Linked DNA regions of Hordeum vulgare: region 2 is linked to region 1. A link is a contact called in public Hi-C data. All regions are on one chromosome and are shown on one strand. Each heading gives the region's core, a stretch centred on a gene start, on an enhancer-like site or on the middle of the called end of the contact. The rest is flanking DNA. Distances are from core to core; before and after follow the strand shown.

Region 1 (4,323 bases), core at 1,017-3,516:
CCTCTTGTTGCAGACAGACACGTCCGGCATTCATTTCATCTGTTTGTGGAATGTAAAAAAGATGTTGAGGAGAGAAAAACAACTTGATCAAGAGCAGCAGATGACTAGTGGTAGCAGCAGCAGCAGCCATGAACTCCGGATCCTAGCTCGCTAGCTACACACTACAGACTACACCACCACAGTGGTAGTATCTTCCATGGCGCAGCACGCTTGCGTGGAGTAAGATCTTTGAGCAGCGGCAGCAGCAGGAGCAGACGCTACTGGAGAGTGCAAACTTGGGAGCACCGCAGCAGCAGCAGCAGCAGCAGCAGCTAGGTGAAGTGAAGGGGCCGTCCGTCCGTCGTCACGTCGCTGTTGCCTTTCCTCCTCCCTTTGCCATGCCAGTACATCTACTACTACTGCTGCAATTGCAACCGGCTGCCCTCCTCTGTGCTGCCTCCGTTCCTCCTTGCTTGCGCCTCCATGCAGAGGTATGCATACACAGTGGCTCTCACCAAGCTCGCCGCGCGCCCTGTGCTCCTACTGTTGCGAGGCCGGCATGTGGGCCCAAGTTAGTGATCCGTCGACCCGGTACATTGCCTACTACCTATTGCTTCGGCACCAAAAATGGCAGTCAGTACGTAAGATGGCACATTTTGTGTGCCGAGACGACCTCATTTTCCATTGATCCGTGGTGAATTTGTTGCACACCAAAATCCCTTTAATTTGTTGCCAGAGATTGCAGTGTGATTCAGAAGGAATCGCCATGTGCGTCGCGAAGAATCTGCCGTGAAAACGTTCGCATATGCATGCCATCCCTTCCGGCGAACGTGGCCATTGGGTTCGAAAATATGATCATCACTAATATCCGTACGATATAACGTATTCTGCATTTTGTTACAAATGTTGGACTGGCACTCTAATTAACGGTAGCAGCAGCAGCAGCAGGAGGAGGCAGCATCTAGGCTCCAAAAGTGTGGTTGCTCACCAACTAAACCAGATGTTTCAAGTCCTCTACAACTATCTATGAATAAAAAGTGACACCTTTATGGTACCATGAATCTTTCCCATCCACAACAAAAGAGAAGAAGGGACGACGATAACCGTACATTAGTGGCTGATTAAACTGGCCCCGACCAATTCGGTTTATACTTTACACCAACCATCCCTCAAGCACTGTAAAGTGCCACCCTAATCATAGTAAGTCCACTAACACCGTACCCTAATAATCAAATAACTAACAAAGGCTTGGCACACGGCCGGCCAGCCAGCCAGCCAACTAGTGGTATGTAGCAGACCATCAAGCTGGTACGTAACATGCTGGGCCTGCAACACGTTCTTCACCAGCTAGCAGCAGTAGCAGCAGCAGCCAGTCAGCCACTACTGGAGTGCTTGCATACATGTGTACAACAATACACACCCACGTACCACGGCCATTAGCGCGCCGGACCGTGGTGCCCTTCACAATTTCACGGTGGTACATACTTCATCCGTTTTCTAAATATAAGTTTTTTTCCTAAGATTTAATTATGTACTACATACGAAGCAATGAAATAACCCTCCGTCCAGAAATACTTGTCGTAGGAATGAATGTATCCAGATTTATTTTAGTCCCAGATACATTCATTTCTATCTATTTATACGACAAGAAATTCTGGACAGAAGGAATATATATTTTGAAATATGTTTATTTACATCTGCATATAATTCATAATGCAATATCTAAAAAAAACTTGTGTTTTAAGACGAAGAAAGTACAAACCATATTTTCCAACCCGCCAATTCCAAACTCCGAAGCCTCTTCTCCCCCACTCGGCCGGCCTCTTTAGACAAGCTCCTGGAGAGGCTACAAAAGAAGAGATATTATTTCACCCCACCAGAGACCAGACCACACCATCCTAGCAACGAGACAGCATATAATTTTTACCAGGCGTGTGTGTGTGTGAGAGAGAGAGAGGGAGGGACAAGAGACAATGGGAGAGGCCGTGTGTAACTGTAACTGTAACCGTGCGGTACAAACCTCGCATAATACTCCCTCCGTTCCTAAATATAACACCTTCTAGAGATTACAATATATAGACTACATACAAACCAAAATGAGTGAATCTATACTCTAAAATATGTCTATATAAATCCGTATATAGTTCATAGTATAATCTTTAAAATGTCTTATATTTAGAGACGGAGGGAGTAATATAGATAGATTTTACTAGAGCGGTGGGGGCAGCCATGTGGGAGGGAGGGAGGGGCAGTGAGTGAGATTATAAAAGAAGAGTGGAGGAAGAAGTTGGAGTGGAACCGAACGGCACATTCTTAAATGCAGGGAAGGAGGAGGGGTGGCTTCTTCTCCTCCAGCAACGGTACAAGAGCCAACGCCAGCACCATCACTTCCCCACTCCCCCACTAGCCACTGCCCCTCCCTCCCTGCTTGAGCTTTGGCTCCCGCACACACACACACACACACCATCTCTTCCTCCATCCTCTCCTCACAGAGAAAGCTTGCAAACAGTGGCGGCTCTGCACAAGAGATGACCAAAGACGAGGATTTCAAGCTGGTCAAGATCCAGGTACCTCCCTCTGCCTCTTTCCTTCTTTCTTTTCTCTGTGGTGTGGTGTGTGGATTTGTGGGGAGCTCAACAACTCCTCTTCTTCCTTGGTGCGCTGGTGCTTGAGTTGAGTTGAGAGAGAGAGAGATCATAAACTCTTCTTCTTCTTCTTCTTCTTTCCTGCAGACCCATGTCCTGAGGGTGAACATACACTGCGACGGCTGCAAGCACAAGGTCAAGAAGCTGCTCCAGAAGATCGAAGGTACGTACCACCATCCATCACCTTCCACTCCAATCCTCCTCTGCATCTTCTTTCCCTTGGTTCCTCCCTCCCTCCCTGCCGCACATGCGCCATTCCAGCCAGCGGTCTAAGCTGCTGCTGGTGGCTGCTGCTACTTCTTCTTCTTCTTCTTCTTGTTACACCTCTTTTTATTTTCCTTGACACAAAGAATCTCTTCTGCCTGTTAATAAAGGGCTGGGGCTTTGCCTGCCCACTTGCAACTCAAACTTGGAGCAGCACCCCCACGAGTCTTGCCAAATGCGCTTACACGACAAGAAACCCCTGCTTTTCATGCGTCACTGCCATGCTAATTAAAATGCTCAGGCCAAACCAAGTAAAACTTGAGCTTAGTTGAGAGTTAGTACCAGTAATGAACAGGCCCAAGCTCACCTTCCCCCATGTTGTATGTGGCTGGGGTGATTGCTGTGTCGAATCTCACAAACGGCCGATAGGAAATGACAGATGGATGCACAAGCCAAAACATGCTTCATTGGTCACCAGTACTACTTTGTCGTAATTTTTACCATGGCTCACGAGCAACCTGTGAACCCTCTCCCTCTGCTTCCCTGCGTGTGTGTGGGTGTGTTGTTGTAGGTGTCTACTCGGTGGCCATCGATGTGGACAACCACAAGGTCACGGTGACCGGCAGCGTGGACTCCGAGGCGCTCATCAGGAAGCTCACCAGAGGGGGCAAGCACGCAGAGCTGTGGTCGCATCACAAGGGCGGCAGCAACAACAGCAACCAGGGCCACAAGGGCGGCAACAACAACCAGCAGAAGCAGCAGCAGCAGCAGCAGCAGAAGCAGGCTGTCAATGTAAGCAAGGATGGCGGCGGCGGCAACAAGGGCAATGGCGGCCAGAAGGAGCAGGGCAAGCATGGCGGCGGCGGCGGCGGAATGGGGAGCCTCATGCAGGGCCTCAAGGCCTTCAAGAGCCAGCACGGCAAGCACCAGCTCCCTGACCTGAGCTCGGACGACGACGACGATATGTACGATGATGAGGATGATGAAGACGATGACGAGTTCGACGATGAGTACGAGGACGACCTCCGCTTCCTCGGGGACAAGATGAGCCAGCTCGGCATCCTCAGGCAGCGCGCCGAGGCCGCCGCGGCGGTCAATGCCAAGAACAAGAACGGCAGCAATGCCGCCAATGCCGGCGGCAAGAAAGGTGCCCCGGCAGGGAACAACCACCATCAGAACAACAACCAGAACCAGAAGATGAACATGGGCGCGGCTGCGGCGAATGCCAAGATGGGGAATGGCGCTCAGAAGAACGCCGGCGGCGGCATCGGTGGCCTCATGGGCATGAACCATGGCCTGGGGACGGGCGGTGCTCCTCCTGGCATACAGGCCTACACAGGCGGCGGCTTCAGCCACCCGTCCTCCTACGGCGCCGCCGGCTACGGAGGGCTCCAGCAGCAGCAGCAACAACAGCAGAACGGCAACCTGATGGCGAGCATGCAGGGGTACCACAACAACCCGGCGGCGGCGGCGGCGATGATGAACAACCTGAGGG
Region 2 (4,039 bases), core at 26-2,525, 170 kb before region 1:
CGTTTAAACGTAACATAAAGGATAAAAAAACTTTAAAAATAGTAGATGTCATCGTCGTGGTTGTCTTGGATATCGTCGTTGTCTTGAGGCGTCGTCGTTCATGGTGTGGTCAATCGTATGGTGGTGGCTGCCAGAGGTGGGCCGGTGGCGCATGCGGTGGCTGCATGGGGCGGAGAATGGTCCGGTGACCGTGGCGGCGTGGGTGTCCATGGCTCCATACCCACCCAGTCTGAAATCTCACCCGTCGTGGATGACCACATCCAGCGCTGGCCCACAAGCCGCGGGTTCCACACGGTTATGGCGGCTCCTTGATGAGCTCCTCCTCCCGCACCTCCTCCTTGATGGCCATCTCGAACTGCAGGATAGCGACATCGCCGGCCACAGAGAGGGCTAGGTGTGTCTCGAGGCCCGGCAACTGACGTTCATCGTGGGTGTTCATGGAGTCTTTCATGACATGCCTGATGAGCTCAGGCTCCACATCGTCGGTAATGGGAGGTGGTGGCGGCGGGGAGGGGGAGGGGGACAGCGTCGGAGTGAGCCCGCGCACATGCGTGTGCCCGCGTACCTGGGGCGGACTGGGAGCGCACGCTCTACGGGAGGGCGTGGCCGAAGCGGGCTCGGATGCCGACCTGCAAAAAAGGATAGCCACCGAAGATCGTGCTCATCGCGAAGCCATGTATCCCAAGGTGGTGAATTCACCGTGTACCTGTGGTCGTAGATGAGATCTGGCGGCAGGCGACGGCGGCGTCGCTCGATCTCCTCACGACGGGCGTGACCGCTCGTCGGGATTGACGGGATGGGCACCCTGTCTGCAGTCAGGTGCTAGTTGTTCGGGAGGTGGACATATGTCCACGGGAGCGGCATCGCCGTCTCCCAGTCAATGTTTTAAATAGCGGGCTATGAAAAATAGCGGCGGACATGTAAATCAGCTATAGCGGGCTATAACGGCTTATTTGTACATGATATCATTTAGCGGCATCCTGATAGAAAGGCTATAGCGGGGCTATAGCCGGCTATTTAAAACTATGCTCCCAGTACCGGCGATGAGCTACGGCGGCCGAAGGAGGAGTCAGCCTCGTGGTCGTGCTTTCCCTTTTCGAAGAGCAGCCGCTTCCCCAAGGCCACCCGCGCGAGGAGAAGGAGGAGGAGGAGGAACGAGGGCTAGGGTTTGCTCATGCGGGGGTTCGGGGAGGCAAGATGAGGACAAAGTGAGGTGAGGAATAGGAACTACGGACTACCGGTCCACATTAGAAAGACGACAACCGTGTGGCTGGTAGACTGGCAGCTCGGGCTGCCCATGCACGCGCAGTTAATTTGGACGATCGAACGTAGGTGTACGCCCGCCATGCATCCTCACGGCTTTCGACGGGCACATTCATTCGCTGTCCGTCTGGACGCAAAACAGGATAATTTTTTTGCTTTAAAAATACAGCAACCCGACCATGAAACGAACAATAAATACTGATCCGGCTGCGCGTTGAACCGCCCGTTTAGGTTTAAACAGACACAGCCGGACGTTTTGGGGCGCCTGCCTTATTCAGAGGTGCACGTACGTAGTCTCCTAATCCTGACCGCACGCACGCACGGATCCATGCATGCATGCTAATCTGTTAGCACAAGACAGCAGGATCATAGTACAACATACTAATGGATTAATTCGGGACGACAACGACCATTGCAAGCATGAAGAACATGAGCAAATCCGAGGTTGTACGTCAAGCGAGAACCATGCATGCTCTCCGAGTGAGAAACACATCCCATCACGCCAAAACCGGGAGTTGCATAGATAGATAGATATCCAAAATCCAAGCACGTACTACTCCCTGAAACGCCTTTACAAATCCATCACATCTACTTGAGATCTTGAACGGCAGGCATGGACTACACCATGGACAGAGCTGCAGCAATGGACCGCCAGATATAAATTCTATACCTACGTGCCTCCCGGTAGGTAGGCTACACTGTTTGGTTTTCTCAACAGGACAGATGCACACTGCTTCGCTTGCTTCCTTTTCTCCCTCTGATCTCTGATCAATCTGCTTGGACACTCCACCCTCCTTCCATGTCGAATTGCTAGGCGAGCGAGAAGTCCAGTGAGATATTAAAACGATGCAGTCGTGTTCTGGAGCACCAGCAGCAGATGGACGGAATCTGCAAAGCCAACCAACAACAGAGATGAAGCTTTGTCAGTTTGTTACCGCCAACTATCTTATGCTTCAGTAAATACTACTCCCTCTGGAGTGTTTTAAATATTTTTATATTAGGCTGGTTATAGTAGGAGTAACTTAGGTGGTAACATATACTTGGGACTAGCAAACATGCTGATGTGGCAGATAATTAAAAAAAGAAGAAGGTTAGAATAACATAGGTAGATACCATAACATGTTAAATGTTATGCCACTATGTGTCATGCATGCCAATAAATAAGGTCATCTATGCTACTAGTTTATGATACTATGCATTATAAAGGTAGTATCATACAATAGTATCATATGCATGATACTACAATATGATACTTCCCACTATGACCAGCTTTAGTTTACGAAGAGAGTATTAGCACACGCAACATCAATATCTATCAGAAAAGGCACCCATGTGCTTGTCAATAACGAGAGTCTCGACTTCAGGCCAACTCCATCGGACGACCCTATTCTGGCCGGCCCCGTCCGTTTGGCGTGAAAGGAACAAGCAGGTCGGCCCAGCGCGAGACAGCTCGGACCCATCTTTTCCGTTTTGTGTTCGGGACGACACATTTCGAGCACAAACTTGCGCGGGGTTTGGGTCGCGACGGACATCAAACGGACACTCGCTCGTCCGCGCCGGGGCCGCGTGGCACGCGGCCACCTACCTCCCACCCGCCCACATCAATGCGCACGAGCGGCCGTGCCCGCGGTCGCGGTCCTTCTTAAATGGGGAAGCCGTGGACCGGTCATCGTCCACACTTCCCATCGCCACCCCGTGGCCTCCTCGAAACCCGACAGCCAAACCCTAGCCTCCTCGAACTCGCCGGTCGGCCACCTCGCAGCCATGGGGCTCTGGAACCACGTCCGCAAGCTACTGGGAGACGAGGACGTCGGTTCCGTGGAGCGACGTCCACCTCCCCAACTGTAACAGCCCGATGCCGACGTTCCAGAAGATTTTCCTTTCTTTCCGTTTTCGACGTGTGTCTATTTTCTTTTGTCGCATCATCATCGCATCATTCGCATCGTCTGCATTGCATCGGCATCTCCGTTGCCGCCAGTTTTCAAAACTTGCATCCGCTAGTAGTTGCCGGTTCTCGTCGTTGTCCGTTCTGAGTCCGACCACACACGCACGCACCCGTGGCACCGTCGAAACCATGTTTTTAAAGTGTGCGTAAAACTTTCTCTGATTGGGTTGAGATTTGACGCGGTGTTATTTTAATATAGGTAGGCCGCCTGTCAAGTTTCGTCGCAATCGGAGACCGTCTGGTACCCGAACGGTCGACCGTAGCGGCACCATATTCGGGCTACCGTCGGACGTCTGTCGGTGTTTTAAAATTCGTTGCCGCGCCGCGCCGTCTCCCTTTCTTCCCCGGCTAGCCTACTCTACGCGGTCATTTAGCCGACCCCGCGTTCGAGTTCGTTCGTTTACGATCGCGTGGCGAAAACGGGGCCGGATTCGGATAAACCTAGCCCCTCATTTGTTATAAATAGGCCTCCCCGTAATTTTTAGGAAAACCCTAACCCCCCCCCCCCCCCCATCATTTTTCCGTGCCCGCAGGTCCTCCCTCATCCGCCGCCAGGGCCCGCCGAACCCAGATCGGGCCCGGCCGAGCCCATCCGCCGCCGCCGCCTGGCCCAAGGCCTCCCCTTGCGCCTCCCGTGGCTCCCCTTGCGCCGCCGCCAGCCAACACGAGCACCTGCTCGCGCCGCCCCAAGCTGCCCCGTGCCCCGCCGCCGGCAACAGCTCGCCGGAGAGCCGAGCTCTGCCTTCCTCGTCGCCGTTCGCCACAGGCCCCGAGCAGCCGGAGCCGCCGCAGCTCCCCTGGTCGCTGGAACTGCCGCCGCCTCCCGTCGCC

The links. Hi-C and Micro-C count contacts between places; a contact is called where the count stands out from the background.
Region 2: a contact with region 1 is called in a Hi-C map of seedling, with 1.7 times the contacts expected there. The contact joins the enhancer-like site here to the promoter of LOC123442466 in region 1. A contact is called at or near these places in 2 of 6 Hi-C or Micro-C datasets (leaf and seedling).

What each region holds. Positions count from the first base shown.
Region 1 is chr3H:9,271,508-9,275,830 of MorexV3_pseudomolecules_assembly, reverse strand. LOC123442466 (heavy metal-associated isoprenylated plant protein 32-like) reads left to right here and starts at 2,266. Exons shown (of 3, transcript XM_045118514.1): 1 at 2,266-2,546; 2 at 2,712-2,787; 3 at 3,400-4,323. The coding sequence starts at 2,508.
Region 2 is chr3H:9,437,002-9,441,040 of MorexV3_pseudomolecules_assembly, reverse strand. No RefSeq gene overlaps it. Among protein-coding and RNA genes, the nearest start is that of TRNAL-CAA, 5.8 kb to the right of the region's middle. Within about 2 kb of position 1,275, at least 2 of the 3 cell types and tissues checked have open chromatin away from gene starts, as enhancers often do. A contact at or near this core is called in seedling, where this site is marked.